Linked DNA regions of Mus musculus: regions 1, 3 and 4 are each linked to region 2. Evidence: chromatin contacts called from public HiChIP or PLAC-seq data. All regions are on one chromosome and are shown on one strand. The core of a region is the stretch at or near the end of the contact, and the rest is flanking DNA. Distances in the headings are between cores, read along the strand shown.

Region 1 (2,706 bases), core at 18-2,517, 1.1 Mb after region 2:
GACATGAAAAATTGTGCCAGCCATTTTCTGAGATTTTCTATGTGTCTAACATGTATTATGTTCCTCCTGAAATTCTCCCAAGAGACTGAGGTGGCAGTGGTATCTGCACCATACCTATGACTATAATGCTATATGCCTGTGGTCACCCTGTTCATAACTCCTCAGCCAAGAACAAAGACCAGAGCTGATTGTATATCTGTCAGGCCAGAGTAGGCTAATGCTGCAAAAACAAATAAGCTTCAAGTCCCACTAATGGAGAACAAGGCTAGTTTCTTTTAGGAGCAGTTTCAGGGATTTTGTGCTTTCCTTCATGTAGTGACCCAGCCAGTCATGAAAGACATTATTACCAACTTCACCTCCTTCAGCACATAGCCTTCAAGGTCACTGTACAGGAAACTGGTAATGCCTCATAAGCTCTCAAATGTCTCCAGTTAGATCTGATACCCACCACTTCCATATAGGTCCATTGACCAGCAGGAGTTTCATTGCCCAAACAACATCATAATGGGAAAATGAATGGTGGGATAAAAGTTCCAGAATCCTCGAGGGCAACCGGCCACCTCTGCCAAAATCTCTCCTTGATGTCAGAGATCCTGTCCTAGACTTAGAGCCAATTCGTGACAGCTCACCAGGTCTGCTCTGGTCAACCCTGGTTGATCAGAAGGCTTAAAAGATGCAAGCAGTAGGACGGGCTATAGAGAGGCAACCCAGGGGACAGGATGCCCAGCATCAGAGAATAGAGAATGAGGCTGCTCACCCCAGTTGCAGTTGTGTGCAAGCAAAGGCAGAGAGGGCTTGGTGGAGATGCTTGAACATCAGGGAGAATACAATGGAAAGATTGCAGATTGGCCAGAAATCCAAGCTATGCTCATTCCCAGGGACTTCAGGGTGGGTGCTTCTGTGTGCTGACTTTAGTTCCTAAAGTACACACTGGAAGGCTTGAGTACGATGTTTGTATCTCAAGGTTCCATCCAACCATGCCATTCCACTCTCAGAGGTCCTAGAAAGGCAGAGACACTGAACGTGGTTTTTCTTCTGAATGCCCAGCATCTAGCAAAGTACCAGGTACCTGGTTGGCAGGTGTATCAGAATCATGTTGGTTGCCAATAATACTAGATAGGATGGATGTTAACCTGTACTTAGAGCATAAACATTCCAGCCAGGCCTCTGGGTTCCCCTCACCTGCTTCTCACATGCCTCAGGACAGGCAGCCTCACTGACATACACATTTTACACAAATCTAGCATTCCAAGAGATGAGTCGTACTGCCCAGAGCCACACAGCTCAGCTCAGCAGCAGCGGACCTCAATGGGAACCAGGCACTCAGACTCTGAGCCTACGCTGTCTGCCCCTCTCCTGCCACGGTACCCTGGAATAGCTAAATGGTGTACACACCATCAAGATATCTGAAACTGTGTCGGCCACCTCAACACCAAACTCCCAGAGAGAAACTGGGCGGAGTGTGGTGTGAGATCGTGCAAACGGTGAGAACTGCTCTGCCCTCAAGGCCAGGGAAACTGATCTCTAAGTCTTGTTCCACACAGAGTTACCCTGGAGAGGAGCCCCTGGGCTGGTGCATCATCAGAGCACCAGGCAGGCAGGGAAGGCTGGGGCTTCCAAAGAGGTTCATTTTGCAGAAACATACCGAGTTAGGGATGCGGAGATGACTGTGTAGTCCACAGGCCAGATGCACCAAGCTGGATGCTGGGCACACCACCAGACTTCACCAGATGGTAGAGCCTTCCCAGCTGAAGGGCCCGAAGCCCTCTTGTACTTCCCATGGCTTGCCTCTGTCCTTGTTTACATCCTTCTTGAACACCTTGCAGGTCCCTCATCTCCCAACACCACATTCCTGTACCTAGACTGACCAAGGCTCCTCCTTCCTCCCACTTCCCACAAACTAGCAACACTGCTCTTGACCTTTGGAGACAAACTCTCCTCACTTAGGGCTCCATATGCTTCCACCTTCTAAGATGTGTTCTAGCATGTTTATTCTCTTCAACTCCACAGATCCTAACCACACACCTCCTTCCTTCACTGTCCCTGTTTGTCTGATTCTCCATTACAGAACAGGTGTGCCCAGAGCTCAAAGTAGAGACCTGAGAAGTCTCACTATGTCACCTCCTCCCTTTGCCTATCCAACGTCAGTCCGGCCCTTCTGCCACTAAAAGAGACATGGTTCATAACCATACTTTCCATGCCCCTATTCCCTCTGCGTGTGTTCAGGATATTTCTATCTTCCAGTCATATAAAAGCCAACCCATCATCAATCGCTTTCTCTGCTACCTGTCTTGGCACTCACCCATCTGCATGCTGTATATACAGACAGTTGGTCTAAAACACAAGCCAGTATACATCAGTCATTTGCAGCCGCATCTATCCTACATAGCATCTTCTCACTGACCAGGTCTCAGCTCACAGGCTTTTGTACACATGGGATCCAGGATGTCTCTACTTTCTTTCGTAGTTCTTGGCCAAACATTTATATGCAGAAGGCAGAAGTACTACAGGGATGGGCTTCTTCACACCCCATGCACATTTAAGATCTGGTTCCTATCATGTCCTCTAACACCCAGTGAAGAACATCAAAAACAACCTCAGATTCTTTGATATTCCTCCTCTGAAGTTTCCCCTCACTGTTAACAAAAATGACAGGAATCATTGTACTACTTAAATTAGCTCACCAAACTGTGGAAGTTTCAAATT
Region 2 (2,898 bases), core at 260-2,759:
TCAAGGGGAATGTATTCTTTTCCTTTTCATCTTTCCCTTCCTTTCCACTTCTGTGTTCACCACCCATTGACCCTGGGGCTGCTTTGTGCTTGGCTGCTATGCTAGATGCTGAGGGGTCCCAAGTGCTCTGCCTGTGAGCTGTTCCTCTCTGGTGGATGACAGGTACGTAAGAGGTACTGTGAATACAGTGGCTGCGTGCTTTGGAGGTGCTAAGTCTGGCCTGGAGATTATATGCTCTGGCTTGAGGGTAAAAGGAGGCTTCCTAGGGAAATTGATGTCAAAAATGTTAGACCTGTTATTGAATTAGAAAAGAAAAAAAACTTAAAAAAAAAGGGAAGGAAAGAAGATGACTGGTCCTGAGTTTGGCGCAAGGTAAATGTAAAAAAAAGAAAGAAAGAAAGAAAGGAAGAAAGGAAGAAAGAAAGGAAGGAAGGAAGGAAGGAAGGAAGGAAGGAAGGAAGGAAGGAAGGAAGGAAGGAAGGAAGGAAGGACATGACTGGTCCCAGGTTTCAGCAACAAATAAGTGAAAACAATAAATAAAAAGGGAAGGACATGACTGCTGCTAGGTGTGGTGGAGGAGGTTTATTATAGATAAAAGGGATACAACAGCCAGAGGCAGACTGTCTGGGAGAGTCCAGAGTGGTCATGACCCCGAGCCTTGTGAGGAGAAGGGGGAGGGAGAGAGGGGAACCAGGTACAAAAGCCAGGAGACCCAAAAGTACAAAGAGAGCAGGTAACCAAAATGGTTGGATTGTATAGGGAATAACATTCTAGCCCCTGGCCTGAAAAAGTTTAGGGTAGGTGGTAGGGTATATCAGCCAGGAGAACCCTGCAAAAAAAATAAGCTAGGGTCTGAGGGATGCAGGGGGAATCTGATGGCCAGTGCCTGCTTTGATATGTTAATTAAACACCTTAGCCATTTGTCCCAGCTTTGAAACCTGTTTAATGTTTTCTCTTCTGGATATTTGTTACAGATAAAGCCATTATCAATGATGTATGAGCATATTGCTCTGACATTGTTATGAAGTTCACTGACTAAGTCATTTCTGTTCAAACCCTACCTCTGCTGCTGCCTAGCCCTGTGACTTTGGGTCATGCTAACTAATCTTTGCAAGCCTCAATGTGGTTTTTTTGTTTGTTTTGTTTTTTAACCTATAAATATATTTATTTTGCTTTATATGTGTGTATGTGTCTGTGTTTATGTGTGTGTATGTGTGTATGTGTGCCTGCATGTATATCTGTGCATCACATGTGTGCTGGTACCAACAGACACCAGAAAAGGACATCACATTCCATAGAACTAGAGTCACAAGTTGTTGTGAGCCACCCGATGTGGGTGCCAGGAAACACACTTGCGTTCTCTGTAAGAGTTGCAAATATTCTTAACGACCGACCGAGCCATCTGTCTATCATGTTTCTGTTTTCTTGACTGTGTAGTTGGGATAGTGCTGCCGAGGTCCCATCCCTGGGGAGTAAATGAAGGAGAGCCTGTGCAGGGCTCAGCACGGTGTCTGTGGTGTATGCACAGCAGCATGAGTCACCATGGCTGTCCTTTCCACAGTACGTCTGATGAAGCTGCAGGGCGGAAACAGCTTTGGCCTTTGCCTTCTGATGCCTTAGCTGTGAGGTAGAACAGGACGCAGTCTCTTCCCACAGAGGAGTATGGCATTGTGCAGAAACCTGAAAGGCTCCTTCTCTCCAGGTTCTGATAAATAATTCATTGTCTCCCCTATTGCTTCCTAGGCTTTGGAAATAAATGTCAGGGAGATTGACTGTCAGGGCTCCCGCAATGCTAGTCTTTCCAGATTTTCCAGTATCTGGAGCTATACTGACTAGAGACCAAGCTGCCATCTAAGAGCACTGGGTGGCCATGATAAAGTCAGTGTGACCTTAATTCCACTTTGCTTTCTTGGGGTGTGAGCTATTTTAAAAGACGAAATCAAGGAAGTACATCCATTGAGTCAGAGTGAACAGGGATGCAGGCACATCTAAGAGCTACGTTATTTAATGATAGCCTGGTTGGAAAGGTAGTTCATTGTTTTTTGTTAATTTGAGATAGGATTTCCTTGTGTAGTCTTGGCTCTCCTAGAACTAGCTCTACAGACCAGCTTGGCCTCAGACCCACAGAGATCTACGTGCTAACTGCTGAGGTTAAAGGCAGTGCCACCTCCACCTGTAGTACTTTCTTAACTAGGATACTGCCACTCAGAATGCTATGGCTATAGGGAAATAGCATACAGTTGCCATCCTGTCAGCCATTTTTGAGTACACTGCCTACTGTTACAGTGGCCACATCTATAACAGGGGCTCTGTATAGTGGAAACTGATCTGTGTGCTGAGGAACTTGAGGTGGAAGGCTTGTATCCAGGACTGCTCAACTCAAAGGAATTTTCTCTGTACTATACACTGGGTCCATCCAGATGTTTACAGCTGACTATCATTAGTCAGCCCTGAGGGGCTTCAGCAGTAAGGTCTTTGGTAGAGAATAAAGACACCCACTTTCCAGCGCTACATGTCCAGCAAATGGTTCTGGAAAAAGTGCCCGAGCATCTCTGGGTCTTTGGTTTGTTTCCTACTGAGTGAATTATGTTTGGTGTACACATCTCACGAAGTTTTTTTGTTTTTGTTTTTTAAACAATAAAATGAGAGACTAGCGGAGAGTCTCATAAACTTGAGTGATGTACAAAGAAAAGGCCTATATTATTATTTTTTTTTATTTTGTTGGGCTGTTTTGTTTTGAAAACTTCCCCTTGATTATTTGTTTCTTTGCCAGGACTTTTGGCCTTGGATTTACAACGGTGATTTTTTTTTTTTTTTTTTTTTTTTTTTTGATAAAGAACGTTGAACTCACGGGCTCAGATACACAATGACTCTGGCCCCTTCTTTTGTTGGAGACTT
Region 3 (2,700 bases), core at 100-2,599, 1.1 Mb after region 2:
GTGTGTGTGTGTGTGTGTCTGTGTGTGTGTGTGTGTGTGTGTGTGTGTGTGTGTACTTGAGTTCACAACAAAAGGGTGGCTGTAGGGAAGGATAGAGATATGATGTCATAGCTCTTATGGCCACTCCAAAGGAAAGCCTGCTGTGCCTCAGGGACTTCATGCCCCTGTGGTTTGCGTATGTTCTTCCTTGCTGGAACAGCTCATTCTTTGCCTCATCATGAGTCAATTGTCATCTCTTCTTCAAAACTCATGCATGCACATGTCCTGTCTTCTGGGAATCACCCCTTTCCATATCCATTTTTACCCCAGTCTTCAACCAGGCTGTCTCCTTTGACATCTCCTACCCAACCTCCCCACTGCGTGTTATTGTCACCCTGGCCAGTCCTAAATAGCCCTGTGCTATTTAAAGAAGCAGGGCTGGTATTTCCTCTTTCCTTTGTGAGCCCCTGCCTGCACTGAGTGCAGTTTTTCCTTTCCAGCACCAAGGAAGGTGATGGACCAGGCAAGTCTAGGCATTCCCAATGCACTAGAAAATGTACTCCAATGCCAGGCTGTTCCCCACTGCTCTCAGAATCACAGGCTGGCCCACCGGCTCCATCAATAAACACAAAACTCAGAGTGCAGCTAGCTGAGTGGGTGGGGGTCAGGCAGGACTCCTGGGAATCTGTCTTTCCTCTTCAGCCTCCTCAGGTCCCTGCCACCCTGGACACCACCTCAGATCTAGTTTTAAGCCAATGGAAACCAAAGATCCTCTATCTGTGGCCTTGAGGTGTTTTGACTTTGGGAACTTTTCCTCTTTCTCGATACTGGCCCAAATAGCTACTACTTACATTCCTACATGCTTCCACTTTACTAAGCAAGCACACCCAAATAGTTTTCAGCCCTTTCTGAAATCAATGGCTGGGTGAGGAGGAGGAAGGGGAAGGGGAGGGTAACAGAGCCAGCCTGCCTGAGATCCATTTGGCAAGCCTTTGTGTTACATCCCACAGCTCGTCCAAGAGGCTGTTCGGGGAAGACACGTCACTATGTTGCTCAATGGTTTTTGTGTAAACACTTTTTCTAAGCACTGAAATTACCCTCTGTGCTGAGAGTAATGGCGATCGGGAAAAAAAGCAGGAAAAGGACCTTTAAGTTAAGGCTGGTGACGCAAACTTGCTTTTGCTTTTTGTCCTTTAGAACAGAATCACCCTCCTGCACTTAGCAGTCTCTGCAGATGGGCAGTGTACTCAATAGGGCCTCTACGGGTCAGACTCTGTCTCTCCCCATCCCCCTTCAATCCTATGCTTGAGTCAAGGAGAGTCACTCTAAAAGTGTTCCTGGAATCACCTTGAAAAATCATTGCACTGCATGGTGGTTGTGTAATATTCTAGCAAACAACAGTAGAACTTGGAAGTTTCCATCCCTCTATTGCTGCGTACTTGTGTGTCATGCACATCAATACATATGATCACGCTGGTTACTGTTACCAGCCCTGTGATGTTGTGAGCATTTTCCTTCGTTTGTACTATGTCCCGGGGATGCATTCCCAGGACCAGTGGAACTGCTTTCAGAATTTCTCCCACCTGTTTGCAATTGTGACCTTGCTGGGGAAGGAAGCCAGGAAGATTGGGAACAGAAGCTGGAAGATGATCACAAGAGGCTGGGAGAGGGACAGGGAAGAAAAACCCAAGAAGATCCCACAGCACTGTGAGATCGTGTAACAGGCAAGTGGATCTTTTTTCTTCGGGGCTCAGTATCCAGGTCATGGAGGAACAGGAGCAAGGAGATGTCAAACAAAGAAGAGGCAGGGCATGGAGTCAAGGGAGTTTGTTTCTGATAGAACGAGAACCTGTTCTCCAATCTTGCATTCCTCAGGGGCTAGCATGTGGGTGGGACAGGATGTTTGCTAGCAGTTAATGAGCTACACTGGACTGTGACCCACTTCGGGTCATCTTGGGTTGTTGATAATCTACAGGATTATTGCAACAAGCGTGGCTCGTGGGTGCTTGCTCCAAATGTCTGCCGAGCCTGCGGGTCATTTGTACCTGGTGGTGGTACTTCAGGGCTCCAAGAAATTGAGAATGCCTATGGGCCATGAGAGGTGGAATGCCCACATCCCTTTTGAATTCAGGGGCTTCCAAGATTCCAGCATCTGGTGGAATCCAAATAGCTTTGGCTCTTCTAAATGTCCTGAAGTCCAGAAGAACTTCCTAGCATAAGCCACACTTCATCAGCTACCCATGACTTAGATGTGAGAATGAGCCAGGGAAGGGAGGGTCATACACACACACACACACACACACACACACACACACACAGAGAGAGAGAGAGAGTGCCCCAGGGATGGGTTTGCATGTGGCAGGAAAGGCATCTTCGGGGAAATTCCTCACCCAGCTGCAATGTACACACCCAGCTGCTGAAGTTTTTCCTATGCCTCACTTCCTTTTTCTATAAACTGACATAACAAGACCTACATGAAGGATGATTTTAAGAGTTAACAAGTTAATAGAATAAAACTCCAAGGGGCAAGTAGATCAGAAAGGCTACAGAACATGCATGTGTGCATGTATTTCTATACACATATTCACCTTGTATGCATGCATAGATGTGCATGTACTTACTTCATTCATGTGATGCATATATGTATGTCCACAAAAGCACTGGGTCATATGCACTGCATTTTACCATTGTGTTATGTGTATCATATGCATTTATAAATAC
Region 4 (2,872 bases), core at 92-2,591, 1.5 Mb after region 2:
AGCAACAAAGACAACGACAACGACAAAAACAACAAGGTTTTTAGGCGGTCTCATTGTGTGGATTTCCTGATATCAAACACTGCCGAGATTCTGATATCCTTAATGAAGCTGGGACCAAGAGGATGTAAGTAAGATTACATGCCATCAAAGTTGATGTCCTAACTTTGATCACCAGATCCCACATGTTAGAAAGAGAGAATTGACTTAATCAAGTTGTCCTATGACTTCACATGCTCATGGTGCCATGTATGTTCAGGCTACACCCACACACATACACACACATACACACACATGCACACACAAACATACACACACACGAGCATGCACATACACATGTACATGCACACACATACACACACACACACCAAATACATAAATCATTAATTGTAAAAACTAATTGGAGCTAGCAATTAAATGATAGCAATACTTCACAGTGTTACCTTCTGGATCCTTCCCATTTGATACATATCCAGTTGTTGGCAGATTTTCTTATTTGACTTATTGCTGATGTTATTAATGGTTCTTTAAAATTTGTATTGACATATAGTCACTATATGTAATGATGGACTTTATAAGAAAATTTTCATTGACATTTATCATGTACTTTGACCATGATAATGCCTCATATCCTCTCCTTTCCCCCACTACTCTCCCCTCCCACTAAAGCTAGAGGCTTCTCTATTTTCTGGCAAGTTCTCATCCTCTGGTGCCACACTGGCTAAAATTAGATTTCTTCCACCCTCTCCTCTTGGTGGTAAACACTCCTCATTTTTTTCTCTGTTCAGTCTCAGACTCATAATCTAAACAGAAACCCAGCACTCTCAATGAACACTCTCATACAGCACACACCCCTGGTAGTTTGAGGGGAAAAATATCTGCCATGGGCTCAGATTGTATAAAACCATTTCTTGGTGTTCTGTAGGGTTAGTGGTAGGGATATTCATTTGATGTGGGCACCAGAAATCAGCCCTGGATGGGGTAAGTGATCTTAGATAGAACTTAGCTAGTTTCTAGAAACTGAGCATAGGAGCCCTACAATCCCTTGACTCTATGAAGGTGACGAAATGCAGGCTTATTTTGCTTTGGTGATGCCCACATCTATCACCTCAGCTAGCTGGGGAACACCTTGGCCTCGGTGATGGAAAGCTTTGCAACTTTTGCACTCAGCACCTGGACTGATGCCTCCCATCTGCCTGGTAGGTTGTGCTTTGTGGTAGAGGACATATCCCAAGGTTGTGGTTATATCACGTGAGGACCACTACTAAGTCATGGCTGGCCACACCACCCCTCCTTCAACCCTCTGGTCCTCTCTCCAGTAGCCTTTTGACATCTCTCCTTTGCCATCTTTGAAGTGGAATTTGCTATGAGCTGGCATTCAGACCAAGTCCAGAAGTGAGGAATGCAGTGACATCTGAGGAATGGAATTCCAAAGTGTCAGAGATGCCAAGCAATTTGCTGCAATAACCACAGATGACTTGAAAGCATTTTCTGCTTTCAGGAGTTTGACCTGCATTCCCTGGGTTGTTTGCCTCAGCAGGTGGTCCAAAGGATCATGAAAATAACACTGAAAAGCAGACTTTGGTGTGCTTCCTGTTTAAAGGAAGTGGAGTCTACTGAGTTGTAGATTCCTAAACTAGGACCCTACCCACATTAGCTTTCGATATCAGATCTAAGCCTGGATAACCTTGGTCCAGGTCTCTGCTTTATTCAACTGTGACATTAGTAGCTAGCTGATAAACAAAAGAAATGCACCCTACTGAGGATTGCCATGGGACATACAAGTGAATGACCAGATAGTTGGAACTTGGAAAAAAAAATCCCCAGTTTAGAACATACACTCACACACACACACACACACACACACACACACACATCAGATATATATATATATATATATATATATATATATATATATATATACATACTCACATACACCACATATATACATACACAGATACCACACATACAACATCACACACACACATATATATACACATGCACACGCACACACACATATGTGTGTGTGTGTGTATATATATATCACAGACCCCACACACATATCTCCAACACCACACAAACATACACATAGAACATCACACACACACACATCACACACACACACACATACACACACACACACATTCATGCCTACATACATACACAACACACAAACACTATATATATGATACCACACACACACCATATACATACACATAGCACACACACAGAAACATACATGTAGCATATATGCATAGCACACACACACACACACACGACTGAATTGAAAACCCAAAGCTTGGGCTAGAGAGATTGTTCAGTTGGCAAACTCTTGCCTCACAAATGTGAGGACCTGAGTTTGTTCCATTAAGCCCATTCAATAAGCTAGGCAAATGCTTGTAATTCCAGCGATGGTGAAATGTAAGGTAGCGATAAGCAGATCCTTGGGAACTTTATTGTCCGGCTATGCTAGCCTCAGTGAAACCCCTGGCCAATGAGAGACCCTGTCGCAAACAAAAACTGGAAGGCACTAGGGAATGATACCCAAAAACGTTGTCTACTGATAAACACACACACACACACACACACACACACAGACACACACACACACAGACACACACACACACAGACACACACAGACACACACACACAGACACACACACACACACACACACACACACACACACACACACACACACAGAGGAACAGATGAGCCAGATGAGCAGATGAAAGGCCTAAATCCTTCAAAGGCCTTTCGTTGTGACTCCGTTGCAGGGAGGCCAAGCCAGGGCACATTCCTTGAACACACACAGCAAGCACACGCTCAGCATAAGCAGTTCAGTGACTTACTGCTGCCAACTTATCACGTCTTTCC

Evidence for each region. HiChIP or PLAC-seq counts read pairs in DNA pulled down with a chosen protein or histone mark.
Region 1: a contact with region 2 is called in an HNF4G HiChIP or PLAC-seq map of pancreatic cancer cells. The contact joins two enhancer-like sites. A contact is called at or near these places in 2 of 15 datasets of contacts at CTCF or cohesin (large pre-B cells and pro-B cells), 4 of 484 Hi-C or Micro-C datasets (the HPC-7 cell line, hematopoietic stem cells, nephron progenitors and 1 more) and 4 of 115 datasets of contacts at active chromatin or transcription factors (DN3 thymocytes, T-cell acute lymphoblastic leukemia, large pre-B cells and 1 more).
Region 3: an HNF4G HiChIP or PLAC-seq map of pancreatic cancer cells shows a contact between it and region 2. The contact joins two enhancer-like sites. A contact is called at or near these places in 1 of 15 datasets of contacts at CTCF or cohesin (the NIH/3T3 cell line), 2 of 484 Hi-C or Micro-C datasets (bone marrow-derived macrophages and cochlea) and 2 of 115 datasets of contacts at active chromatin or transcription factors (extraembryonic endoderm stem cells and pancreatic cancer cells).
Region 4: a contact with region 2 is called in a FOXA1 HiChIP or PLAC-seq map of pancreatic cancer cells. The contact joins two enhancer-like sites. A contact is called at or near these places in 7 of 39 promoter capture datasets (3T3-L1-derived adipocytes, cranial neural crest, frontonasal cranial neural crest and 4 more) and 2 of 115 datasets of contacts at active chromatin or transcription factors (embryonic stem cells and pancreatic cancer cells).

The regions. Positions count from the first base shown.
Region 1 is chr15:67,095,917-67,098,622 of GRCm38.p6, reverse strand. No RefSeq gene overlaps it. Among named protein-coding and RNA genes, the nearest start is that of Gm31342, 58 kb to the right of the region's middle. Within about 2 kb of position 1,267, at least 13 of the 459 cell types and tissues checked have an H3K27ac peak or open chromatin away from gene starts, as enhancers often do. A contact at or near this core is called in pancreatic cancer cells, where this site is marked.
Region 2 is chr15:68,216,877-68,219,774 of GRCm38.p6, reverse strand. All of the region lies in intron 2 of Zfat (zinc finger and AT hook domain containing), which reads left to right. Among named protein-coding and RNA genes, the nearest start is that of Zfat, 41 kb to the left of the region's middle. Within about 2 kb of position 1,509, at least 53 of the 459 cell types and tissues checked have an H3K27ac peak or open chromatin away from gene starts, as enhancers often do. A contact at or near this core is called in pancreatic cancer cells, where this site is marked.
Region 3 is chr15:67,145,195-67,147,894 of GRCm38.p6, reverse strand. The region is part of intron 2 of St3gal1 (ST3 beta-galactoside alpha-2,3-sialyltransferase 1); the gene reads left to right. Among named protein-coding and RNA genes, the nearest start is that of Gm31400, 24 kb to the left of the region's middle. Within about 2 kb of position 1,349, at least 170 of the 459 cell types and tissues checked have an H3K27ac peak or open chromatin away from gene starts, as enhancers often do. A contact at or near this core is called in pancreatic cancer cells, where this site is marked.
Region 4 is chr15:66,731,405-66,734,276 of GRCm38.p6, reverse strand. All of the region lies in intron 27 of Tg (thyroglobulin), which reads right to left. Among named protein-coding and RNA genes, the nearest start is that of Tg, 62 kb to the right of the region's middle. Within about 2 kb of position 1,341, at least 94 of the 459 cell types and tissues checked have an H3K27ac peak or open chromatin away from gene starts, as enhancers often do. A contact at or near this core is called in pancreatic cancer cells, where this site is marked.